2 separate regions of the Oryzias latipes genome follow, and region 2 is linked to region 1. A link is a contact called in public Hi-C data. All regions are on one chromosome and are shown on one strand. Each heading gives the region's core, a stretch centred on a gene start, on an enhancer-like site or on the middle of the called end of the contact. The rest is flanking DNA. Distances are from core to core; before and after follow the strand shown.

What was found. A called contact is a pair of places that touch in the nucleus more often than the background predicts.
Region 2: a contact with region 1 is called in a Hi-C map of embryo, with 3 times the contacts expected there. The contact joins the promoter of fam46a here to the promoter of bckdhb in region 1. A contact is called at or near these places in 5 of 5 Hi-C or Micro-C datasets (embryo, fibroblasts and gastrula embryo).

What each region holds. Positions count from the first base shown.
Region 1 is chr16:4,124,201-4,129,829 of ASM223467v1, reverse strand. bckdhb (2-oxoisovalerate dehydrogenase subunit beta, mitochondrial) reads right to left here and starts at 2,264. Exons shown (of 11, transcript XM_023963898.1): 1 at 1,281-2,264. The coding sequence starts at 1,467. It overlaps ttk (dual specificity protein kinase TTK), which reads right to left. Exons shown (of 25, transcript XM_023964404.1): 21 at 5,090-5,164; 22 at 4,827-5,003; 23 at 4,623-4,719; 24 at 4,455-4,540; 25 at 4,068-4,377. The coding sequence ends at 4,309.
Region 2 is chr16:4,273,454-4,279,082 of ASM223467v1, reverse strand. It overlaps fam46a (putative nucleotidyltransferase FAM46A), which reads left to right and starts at 3,358. Exons shown (of 3, transcript XM_020709867.2): 1 at 3,358-3,988; 2 at 4,070-4,508; 3 at 4,827-5,629. The coding sequence starts at 4,074. The coding sequence ends at 5,606.

The DNA.
Region 1 (5,629 bases), core at 1,015-3,514:
TTCCACCATTTTTCTTTGCGCTTCACTCTTACAATATTTCTGCTATTTAAACCATTCTACTATTAAAATGTTCAGCTCTTTCAGCTTTTTCCAGTTTTGACCTTTGGTCCTTCAAATCCTTGTCTTTTCAAGATATTTCAGGATTTCTGCCTCCATTTAAATCAATGGGGAATCCTTGGTGCAGAAGCTCGTTGGTTCGGTACCCGGCGCTGGCATTTTTCACAAAAATATATTTCTTGTTATTGTGCTGCTTTCACTTTATTCATGGTCAACTTTGATCATTTCTTTATTTAATTATCCCCCCCATTATTACCCTTTAAGTTTCATTTTCATTCAGCAATATAGCATTCAACCCTGCTTTTTCTTCTGGAAATGCAGCTCCTTCTAGTTTCTTATATAATGCTCACAGTAAACTTCTATATGTGAGTCGTGTGACCAGGAAAACAAAACAAAGAGTTTGAATCAGAAGAACAAAACACTGATGTTCTGATCAGAAAAACACAAAAGTTTGCAGAGTACAAACTGTCGATGAAGAGGAATATGGGAGGAAGAGAGGAAGGACTTGAATCATTCCTTAGGAGGGAATTCAGCCAATCACAATTCAGAAACTGTACAGAGTCCTTAGGAAGTGCTGGGTTCTGGATATTTTTGATTTAATAATGACAGGAACCTGTCAGAAATTTGAATATTTGGCCCACGGGCCGGACTTTGGACATGCCTATAGTAAGTGATTGATGAAAACAACTCATTTAAACAGTTTAATAGGAGTTTGTCCTTTTTGTTTAAAGTCATTAGACTTGTTTCTATGCAGAGGATGTGTTGTAATTTTTCTGTTATTAATTAAAAGGTATTTTTGTAAATATAAACTAAACCTTCACTTGTTGCTCTGAGCCTGTGCTTGGCTGATTTGTTAGTGATTAATAATATTAAATCATGTCCATACATTGCACGTTAATTTATATATTTAATTAAATGTATCATACAATGATATTTAAATCCTCAAAATTAGAGATTTTGTTTCGACAATAAAAGTCGAAAGACTGTGTCTTGGGTTTAAGCAGAATGATCAAGAATATTGATAAAACTTTAGGTTTTTCTCGTCAGAAATAGTTGCATTTCCACTTTATCATTGATAATATAATTTAATCGCTTCTTTGCAGTTTTTGTGAAGTCTGTAAAAAGACGTTTCATCATTGTAAACTCTGTTGCCGTTGTTAGGTGATGCTAGCTGACGGCGCTAGCCGGCGGTTGGTTGGTAAGGGGAGGAGCCACTCACTCACCATACTGCGTCGGGACGGGGTCAGGCTGGTAGGTAAAGTGGGCTGCATGTCTCCGTTGTGTTTTAGAACGAGAGCTGCAGCTCGGAGAAAGTTTGAGCAAAGCTGCTCCTAAGGAGCCACTAGTCCCGGTACCGACGGAGAGTCTCGAGTTTGCACCTCGGATGAAGAATCGTACGGCAGCCGCCATCACTGTTGATGTCAGTGACCAGGAAGGACAAGCGAGAGAAGTGACAAAGATCCTGTGTTGTTGGAAAGATGGCACCACTCGGTACAGAAAACATGGAACACTCTAATTTGAAAAATATGGACAAAATAGATAGCACACTTTGTTTAATGACACATTGTCCTAACTGTGGTTATTACGATTAGAGTTTTAAAAATGCAACAACATTGTAATAATAATATAGTAGCTATATCCTAAATAAATGTTATACACAGTGCAGCAAAAAAGAAAAAAAAAATAACCCAAAAAGCAATGGCCAATGCGAGATTTTAAAATGGTCTAAATTTCTTGGTCAACACGTTTTTTAAAGCAGACTAACTAGAGGTAAAATAATTACATTAATAAATGTTTTATTGTAATGTGTGGGAGCAGAGTGAGCGCTCTTTCTTAAATTGAAGCGCACCGTGTTGAAGCGACGATGCCTGTGATTGGTTAAAAGAGAGGGCGGTGTAAGCGGTGGATGGAAGTCTGTTTATTTTCATAAACAAAATGCACTTGAAGAAATACGGTGTCCTTTCAGTGTTACACTGTATTTTTAAAACTAACGAAGAACTTTGCAGTACAGGAAAAGCTCGTTAGAATCCAATAACATGAGTCTCATTTTCCAAATGATTTCTTTATTTTCTGCCCGAAAAGACTCACTTCTCTAAAGGAAAAAACGAACGAACAAACAAATAAAGATTGGACCATAGACTTGTTTTTACCGTCTATGGATAAAACTGATGCCACTCAAATGACAAAAAATGTACTGAATTTCAGCCAGAATAAAATTAAAATAAAAGATAAAATTGATCCAAAAACACTTGGGAAAAAATTTGCTTTGGAAGGTTTTTCCCCCACTATTTTAGTTACAGTGCTTCAATATTTTTCTGTTATTGTATTTCATAATTTTTCTCATGATGAACATATTTAAAGAAAATTAAAATGCATTTGAGTATTTCTTTATTCAAATAGAAAAAAAATGCGGTTTGAAAAAGCTTGTAGCTGTGACAATAAAGCTCCAAACAGCAAGCTTCCTGCTCCGCTCCATTCTGATGCATCCCCTTGTAGATCCACGGACGTCTTTGTTTTCCTCTGGAATCTGGATCAAAGCTGTATTGCTGAATACCTCCAATACTACTCACCGTTTTTGTTGCACCCATAGTCTTGTGTTGGGGGTGTGAGGGGCTGTAAGCCTTCAGGAGAGTGTAAACATGATGTCAAATGGGGGGGGCTTACTCCATGCCAACAGTCAGGCCAATTCAGAGGTGAATTTCTGGTGAACTCCTGCCGCTCTGCAGAAACTACTTTCCAGAGAATGATAGTTTTTTTTTTACATTTTTATTATTTTGGCTAAAAAGACCATAATCATAACTAAAAGATCACCGGGAACGCTTTAAAAATAGATCTAAAGATGAACGAAGTGGGACTTTAATGAAATACAATCATTTCCCCTTTCTGTGTTAAAGCCGTTTCTTTTTGGATGTTTTGCAGCATGGAATGACTTGGAATGCTGGCTTAGTTAACAGCCTGTTTTTGTGTGTGGGGCCAATGTAATTGTAATTTTTTTTAGTATAGTTTTGGGCTTGGACTGCACATCCTGATACAAAAAAACTCAAAGGTATCCCTTCTTTTCTATTTTGTGTGTTTTTAAACTGCCAGTTAGACTGGTTGCAACAGTTCCAAAACTTAGAATATGACTTTTACTGTGTTGTTTTGGGTACCAGTTTTACCGGGCCTTATTTTGAAAAAAACAAAACAAAAACATGTTAATTCTACATTGAAATAAGAGATTATACTGCTGTTTCTAACATGCACATCCTTTTATTTTCATGATAATGCATTTCATGGAATATGACTGAATTATGCTGTGAATGAGTTCAAATGTAATGTCAAATTTACATCAACATTTTTTCAGGTATTTATGAAAAAGTTACCCCCCCCCCCCCAAATTTTACTTTTGGCCTTGTATTATCCTTAGATATTACAAACACATTTCACCCTATGGGCAAATCTGACCCCAGGGATATTTGCCTGTAGAAAATGATTTACATAAAATTGTTAACCACGTTTTTGTGTTAGGTACATTGTTCACTTGTTAAATACATAAATAGCTCCCTAATAATGAAACCTATCAGGGAGTTGACCTGTTCTCTAGCGCCACCATCAGGCCAGACTTTTAGTTTTAGAGTTAGTTGATCTTGGAAATCTTTCACCCAAAGCTTTTCTATTTTGGGGCACACATTCATGACTCTCACAGAATAAAGCATATTGACTGATGTCGGTGACCTCCCTTTCCTCTTAAAAGCATTTATTTACTTATTTCTATCTCCTTTTTGTGACATTTTTGTGGTCAGTCACTATAAAGTCTCACTCACCCCTCCTCTTTTATTATCCAGGCTTGGGACCGGCAGTGGCAGGATTCGAGTTTTTATGTTTTTTTTTAATGTTTTTGAGAATATTGAGTTTATAACATTTTGAAAAAATTAAGGGAAAAAGAACAGGTGATGTGCAGAATCCTTTGCTTCGATCATGTCAAAATCCTAACCATGGAACGAGGAGCACAAAGGGTCAGCAACCATTGGTAATGGTATGAATGAAACTCTGTAGGATACACAGTTTGTTTATTTCTCCATGTTGTGTTTTGCTTAAAATTTTTAACATCTAAAGTAAAATAAAAAAGTAAACATCACTCAGAAGGACAACTTCAGAAAAATGTTAATATACAAACATGAACATGTTGGTTCTTTCAGCAGAACACCTAGTGGTCACTAGGAGGTCAGAAAAGAAGAAGAAGAAACGTCCACGTCACACTTTCCAGAATCTTTAAGTGGATGACTTTGCACATTCTGCAACATCCAGCCTCCTGCCACTGCTGCACATTTTTGCCAAATTCTGTTTAAGAGAGAAGAAAAGTTAAGGATTTCAAGAGGACCATCTGTGAGATTACGTTTCATCCAAACAGATCTCACATTTGCAGCTCGGATGATGCTGTTTGGAGACTGCAGAGCGGCCAGGTCCGTCAGGATCCTCTGAAGGTCCCCATTAGATGGATGCTCTGCTGAAATGCAGGTCAGGTTTAAACTTACATTGGCAGATTGGTTTTTCTGGTAATATTTCCTTCTCAGAATCAGATGTACCTGGTTCAGGTGAGGCCTGAGGCTTCAGCTGGAGATAGGGATGATCCAGCAGCTCTACAATCGAGATCCTCTCTCTAGGGTTTCTTACTAAGCACCTCTGGAAAAAACAAAAGAAACACAACATTTGACCTAAATATCAAGTCATTCTAGAGAGCAAAATGTCTTACTCTAGCTGTTTAGGTACCAGTCTCACTTCACATTTACCTTTAGAACATCCAGCAAGTCCCTCTCTGAAATATCAGGAAACTCAATCTTGTGGGAGGGGTCAATGATGGCGTGCAGCTTGGCCATCTGGTTTGTGATGCTTTGAAATGGAGTCTTCCCGTAAGTCATGCAATAAAGGATGCAGCCGAGCGACCACACGTCTCCTTTGGGGCTTATCTGTATGACAATTAAGAGTCAGTATTCCCAGTTGCTCGGTTTACTGTCATCAAACCTGTTAGATCAGCTTCAAAGATGGCAAGAACCTTTGAGCGAGCTTTGCCAGACTGGGAGGAAGTATCTTTGATGGCTTCAGGGGGCATGTAGTTCAGGGTTCCCACCTGTGGACGGGAAACAATTAGGTAATGGAGATGGGGGGCAACTTCTTCAAGAGATTTTTACCATCTGTTGACCTAGATAAAGTATTGATAAACAAGGTGACTGATGATAGTGTACATCATATTCTAAATTGGTGGCTCAGGAGGTTGAGCTGGTCGTCCAATGATCGAAGGGTCGGCGGTTCGATCTCCGCTCCCCCCAGTCAAAACTGTCGTCGTGTCCTTGGGCAAGACACTTCCCCCTCCCTGCCTCCAGGGTGGCTTCACTGGTGTGTAAATGCGTATGAATGTCCGGGTGATGGTCAGAGGGGGCGTAGGCGTGAACTGGCAGCCACGCCTCTGTCATCACCAAGTATACATGGAGTGAATGACTAATGGATACATTGTATGTACAGCTGTGACGGTGTGGGATTTTTGATCACCGCGGTGATGAACCAGCAGGGGATGCGGTTAACCCCCGCGACACCG
Region 2 (5,629 bases), core at 2,109-4,608, 150 kb before region 1:
CCTCCCACCAACCAGTGATCATCGATGGAGGGAGAATCAAGGTGGTTGACTCCAATAACTACTGAGGTGTGCACCTTGACAATAAACTGGACTGGTCGGAGCAGGCTCATGCTCTGTATAAAAAAAGGGCAGAGTAGGCTGTTCTTCCTGAGAAAGCTGAGGTCCTTTGATGTGTGTGCCGACATGTTGCTCCTCTTTTATCAGTTGGTTGTGGCGAGTGCTGTCTTCTATGGGGTTGTATGCTGGGGTGGCAGTATGACCACAAGGGATTGCACTCGATTGGACAAACTGATTAAGAGATGTGCATCTGTGATCGGGAGGAGGGTGGACTCTCTGGGATCTGTGCTGCAGAAGAGAATGAGGGCTTTGACTCAGAGCATCTTGGACAATCCCAGACCCAATCCTTTGCACAACATGATGTCTGGTCAGAGGAGCTCACGGAGTAATAGACTCCTTTCACTGCGCTGCAGGACAGAGCGCTTCAAGAACTCATTTGTCCCTACAGCTATCAGGCTGTTTAATGAACCTGCCTGATATGAACTGATATTATTTTGTGAACTGTCTTTTTCCTGTTGTTTGTTGTGTGTGGTTGTGTGTTTTGCTACCGGACACCTGAATTTCTCCTTTGGGAGATTGATAAAGTTTAAATCTATCTATCTATCTATCTATCTATCTATCTATCTATCTATCTATCTATCTATCTATCTATCTATCTATCTATCTATCTATCTATCTATCTATCTATCTATCTATCTATCTATCTATCTATCTATCTATCTATCTATCTATCTATCTATCTATCTATCTATCTATCTATCTATCTATCTATCTATCTATCTATCTATCTATCTATCTATCTATCTATCTATCTATCTATCTATCTATCTATCTATCTATCTATCTATCTATCTATCTATCTATCTATCTATCAAAAACTAAAGTCCTATATTAGAAAAGATCATCAATCTTGATCTTAGTTTTTTTTTATGTTGAGCTATTATTTTTAGTATTTTGCTGACATTTTATATTAATTGAAATTTCTATTTATTATTTTGTGTTTGGGCTTTTATTCTGTTGGAAGTCAGAAATTAATTCATTACAAAAAAAAAACAAATTCCTTTCAACAGAACAATTCAGAAGAAGTGCATCTTTTCATAAGTCTTATCGGTGCTCAGCACCCTTTAGAGTTTATTTTAACAACAATGTAAAATTCAAGACTTCCAACAAGACTGAACCTGAGAAAAAGATCAAGGTGAGAAATGTGAGCACTGGAGGATAAAACTATTTTGTAGCAGCTTTGGCTCGTTTGCTTGAGCGGATACTGAGTCTAATCGGTGTCCAAGTTTACCTCAAAGCAGAGTGTTTGGTTCCCCTAAAGCCTGCAGCAAAGATGCACAGACTGGCCTGAGAATTGAACAGCTTCCTGCATTCCCTGTGATGTTCTGAACCGGCATGTCACAAAAATTTCAGGAAGTTGTAACAACCTGTGAAATAGAAGACACGTCCACCACAGGTCGAGGAAAATACAAGAACCACAGAACTTATTCATATCATAAAATGATCAAAGCTGAGTTCTTCTAAAAGTGCAGGTGAATTGGGATCAAAGCAACCGTGCAGGCAATAGCATCGTTAAATTTAGCAATAAATGAATCCGGTTTTACACATGGAAAAAACAACTCACTGTAATATTTTTCTCTTTTCTCTTTATAGGTACCACTCATCCAGAAAAGATGTTTCTTAGACCCCAGAGGCAGACTGTAAAAGATCACTCCATCAGAAATAAAAAGAAGCTCCTGCAAGCATCATTGTGCTGTCCTGTTTTTTGGGAAGTTCCTTTGCCAGTTACACCAGCAGACATAAATCTATCTGATGGGGAAAGACATCAGCACCAGCAGAGAGGAAGGGGTGTTTTTGCATCTCTGCCTCTATTTGCTTGTCTGCCGGTGTGGCAATGTCCGGTGCACGACTCCTGCTTGCCCATTTGTTTTTATGCATCAGCGGGGTTCTGTGTCGCGCTTGTGAATACCTGCTGTGTGCGTCTGACGGCCCCTTTGATTTAGCTTCATGGAGCAGTGCTGTGACTGTGGGACTCATCCTTTAAGCGAATGTGTCTCCCCACCTGGGGAAGCCATTGATCGCTGCTGATAGTTCCACAGATGTTTCCAGATGTGAGATCACGTTTCAGAGACTCTGAACCTGTCCGCCAAAGTAAAGAAACAAAATAAAGCAAGAGTTCTATGTATATAAAGGCTGGGAAAGCACTAACTGAAGGGCTACTGTATGTGATTCCAGAGGTACTGCAAAAATGCATGTCAGATCAGTGGTGAGCACTTTTGCCTCACAGCAACAAGGCTCTGGTTCAAATCCTGGAAGGATTTATCTGTGTGGAGTTTGCATGTTCCCCCCGTGGGTTTTCTCTGGGCACTCTGGTTTCCTTCCAAAGGAACCTTCCAAAAACAGCTTTCATGGGTTAATTGGTGACTTTTAATTGTTCCTAGTTGTGCATGTGAGTGTTTGTGATTTTGCCCAACAGTAGCAACCAGCAACCCCATGACCCCACAACGACATTCAGCGGGCTCAAAAAATGCAAATAAATTGTCCTTAGGTGTGACTCTGTGTGTATGGATGGGTCTGTGATTGTGTGACCCTGCAACAGACTGGTGACCTGTCCAGGATGTTCCCTGCCTTAGCCGAACAGTAGCCAGGTTAGGCTCTAGCAGCCCCGGGACCCCAAAAACGGATACAGCAGGTGGAGAAAATATATGGATGGAAAATGTAATACTTCAAACTTTTTCTTGACACAATCACAACTTTTCTTCTCTAAGCATGCTTTCCTAAGCATGTTTCCACCGTGGGATTGGTTTTAAAATGAAAAAGTCACTTTTAAATATGTAAAATAAAATCTGATACATTTACTAGGCTCCTTCTTCTCTGCAAAGCTCCTATCTAAAAGTCAGTCTTACTTATTTCATGACCCCTGGAGATTTACAACAGAAGGTTGGCAGTGTAAGCTTTTGTCAGGATCAGCCAACAGGGGGCGATAAAGTAACGTGACAAAAGAAAATCCGAAAATCATAAGAAAATCAGCTGAACAGACCTTTTTTGTACAAGTAATTAATTCAGCAAGTTAATAGTGATGTTGTTACGATTATTATTAAAATTTAAAACATCAAAACAACTAGATTTTTTGTAGTCATTTGATGCAAATTAATTGGCATTAAATTGTAGAGAACACGTCTTTTTTTCCTCCCAATTTCTGCTTTTGCGTGAAGGTGGAAAGCATTCTAAGAGCCTGCGGGTCTCAGGTATTATCAGCTGCGCTCGCGGTGAGCTTCAGTGAGGCAGAGCGGGGCGGGGAGAAACAGCTGACATCCTCAAGCGAGATTACAAAGATGACTCTTGCAGAGCCCTGCTTGACCCAAAGACAGTCAAAGGAAGCGCGCTGGGGCAGTCGGAGCGCACACTGCTCGCATTATTGGATGAGCCGCTGACTGACATCAAGTAGGAGCTGTGCGTAAAAATCCACAGGATTCCACAGAGGGGTTGATCATCGGATAAAAGAGGGTGCCAAAGTGCGTCTTCATGCAAATTCAAAAAAAAAAAAAAACATAGGCGGGCCTTTGGGTGATGGAGTCACAGCCGGAAAAGCAAACCCCCCTCCCGGATCATCGGCGACCTTCAAAGAATGTGATGCGCGGCGCACGGACGCACTGACAGCGGCGCAAATGTTTTAAAGGCGCAAAGGCAGAGAGAAGAAAGTTCAGGACTCCAGCAGGCAGCTCCTCTTAACTGGCTCCAACTCGCTCGCAGCTGCTGGATCTTCAACTGCACACACAATCAAGCGTACCATCGAACGCTGCTTGAGACTTTGTTGCTTTTTAAAAGAATAAAATAGACGTTAACCACATTTTTAAATATTTATCTCATTTTACTTTTTTTTTAAATCCAGTTGTGGATGAAAATACCGACCAATTTAACCACAGAATCTGTGCGTAAAGACGCGGCCGCTATTCTAACTTTATACTGATTTTTTGTTGTTGTTTTTAAAACTCCCGAGGACTTTTTTCAGCACCATGTCTGAGGACGAGAGCGGCTCCAGCTCCGACTGCGCGTCTGCCGCAGACAGCAGCAGCAGCAGCAGCGTCAGTGTCCTCAGCTGGGATCAAGTGCAGCGGCTGGACGCCATTCTGACAGAAACCATCCCGATCCACGGCCGGGGAAACTTCCCCACTCTGCAGATGCAGCCGCGGCAGATTGTTAAAGTGGTCCGGAGTCGCATGGAGGAGAAGCGGATCCACGTCCGGGACGTTCGGTTAAACGGCTCCGCGGCCAGCCACATTCTGCACGACGACAGCGGACTGGGCTTCAAAGACTTGGACCTGATATTTTGCGCAGATATGAAAGGCGAAAGCGAATTCCAGACTGTGAAGGACATCGTTTTGGATTGCCTCTTGGATTTTTTACCGGACTGCGTGAATAAAGAGAAAATAACGCCTTTGACCCTAAAGGTACGCATGGTTACGCCCTTTTTTCTTCTTTGGGCACATCTACTGTTCCACATTTGATAACGTTTTACAGTCTTTGTTCCAAACTGACTTGAGGGCACAGCTTAGAAGACACTGAATTTCTATAGATGATAGACGCACGTTGGTTTTGTCATTAAAAAGTGCCATTCCAGTGTTTTCACGGTACCATGAATGTTCCTGCTATAAAAGTTGTACTTAAATTCTTGCAGAATTCAAAAATCCTCTCTGAATGGACACATTTGCAGGCATATTGTTAGTTTGATTTCTTCTCACTCCTCCCTCTTCTTCTCTCTAACACAGGAAGCTTATGTCCAGAAGATGGTGAAGGTGTGCAACGACTCTGACCGCTGGAGTCTCATCTCCCTCTCCAACAACCGTGGAAAGAATGTGGAGCTGAAGTTTGTTGACTCCCTCCGGCGGCAGTTTGAGTTCAGCGTGGACTCTTTCCAGATCAAGCTGGACTCCCTGCTGCTGTTCTACGAGTGCTCCGAGAACCCCATGACTGAGACTTTCCATCCCACCATCATGGGCGAAAGCGTGTATGGAGACATCAGCGAGGCCCTGGACCACCTCCGCCACAAGATCATCTGCACTCGGAACCCAGAGGAGATCAGGGGTGGGGGGCTCCTAAAGTACTGTCACCTCCTGGTGAGGGGTTTCCGGGCCGCATCAGAGTCTGAGATGAAGTCCCTACAGCGCTACATGTGCTCACGCTTCTTCATTGACTTCTCTGACATTGGTGAGCAGCAGCGCAAGCTGGAGTCCTACCTCCAGAACCACTTTGTTGGTCTGGAAGATCGCAAGTATGACTACCTGATGACACTGCACGGAGTGGTCAACGAGAGCACGGTGTGCCTGATGGGTCACGAGAGGCGGCAGACCCTTGGGCTCATTGCCATGCTGGCGGTGCGTGTGCTCGCTGAGCAGAACGTCATCCCCAACGTGGCCAATGTCACTTGTTACTACCAGCCTGCTCCCTATGTGGCAGATGGCAACTTCAGTAACTACTACATCGCACAGGTACAGCCAGTGTTTGCCTGCCAGCAGCCTGCATACTCCACCTGGCTGCAGTGCAACTGAGTCACAGAGAGGAGGAGGGCAAG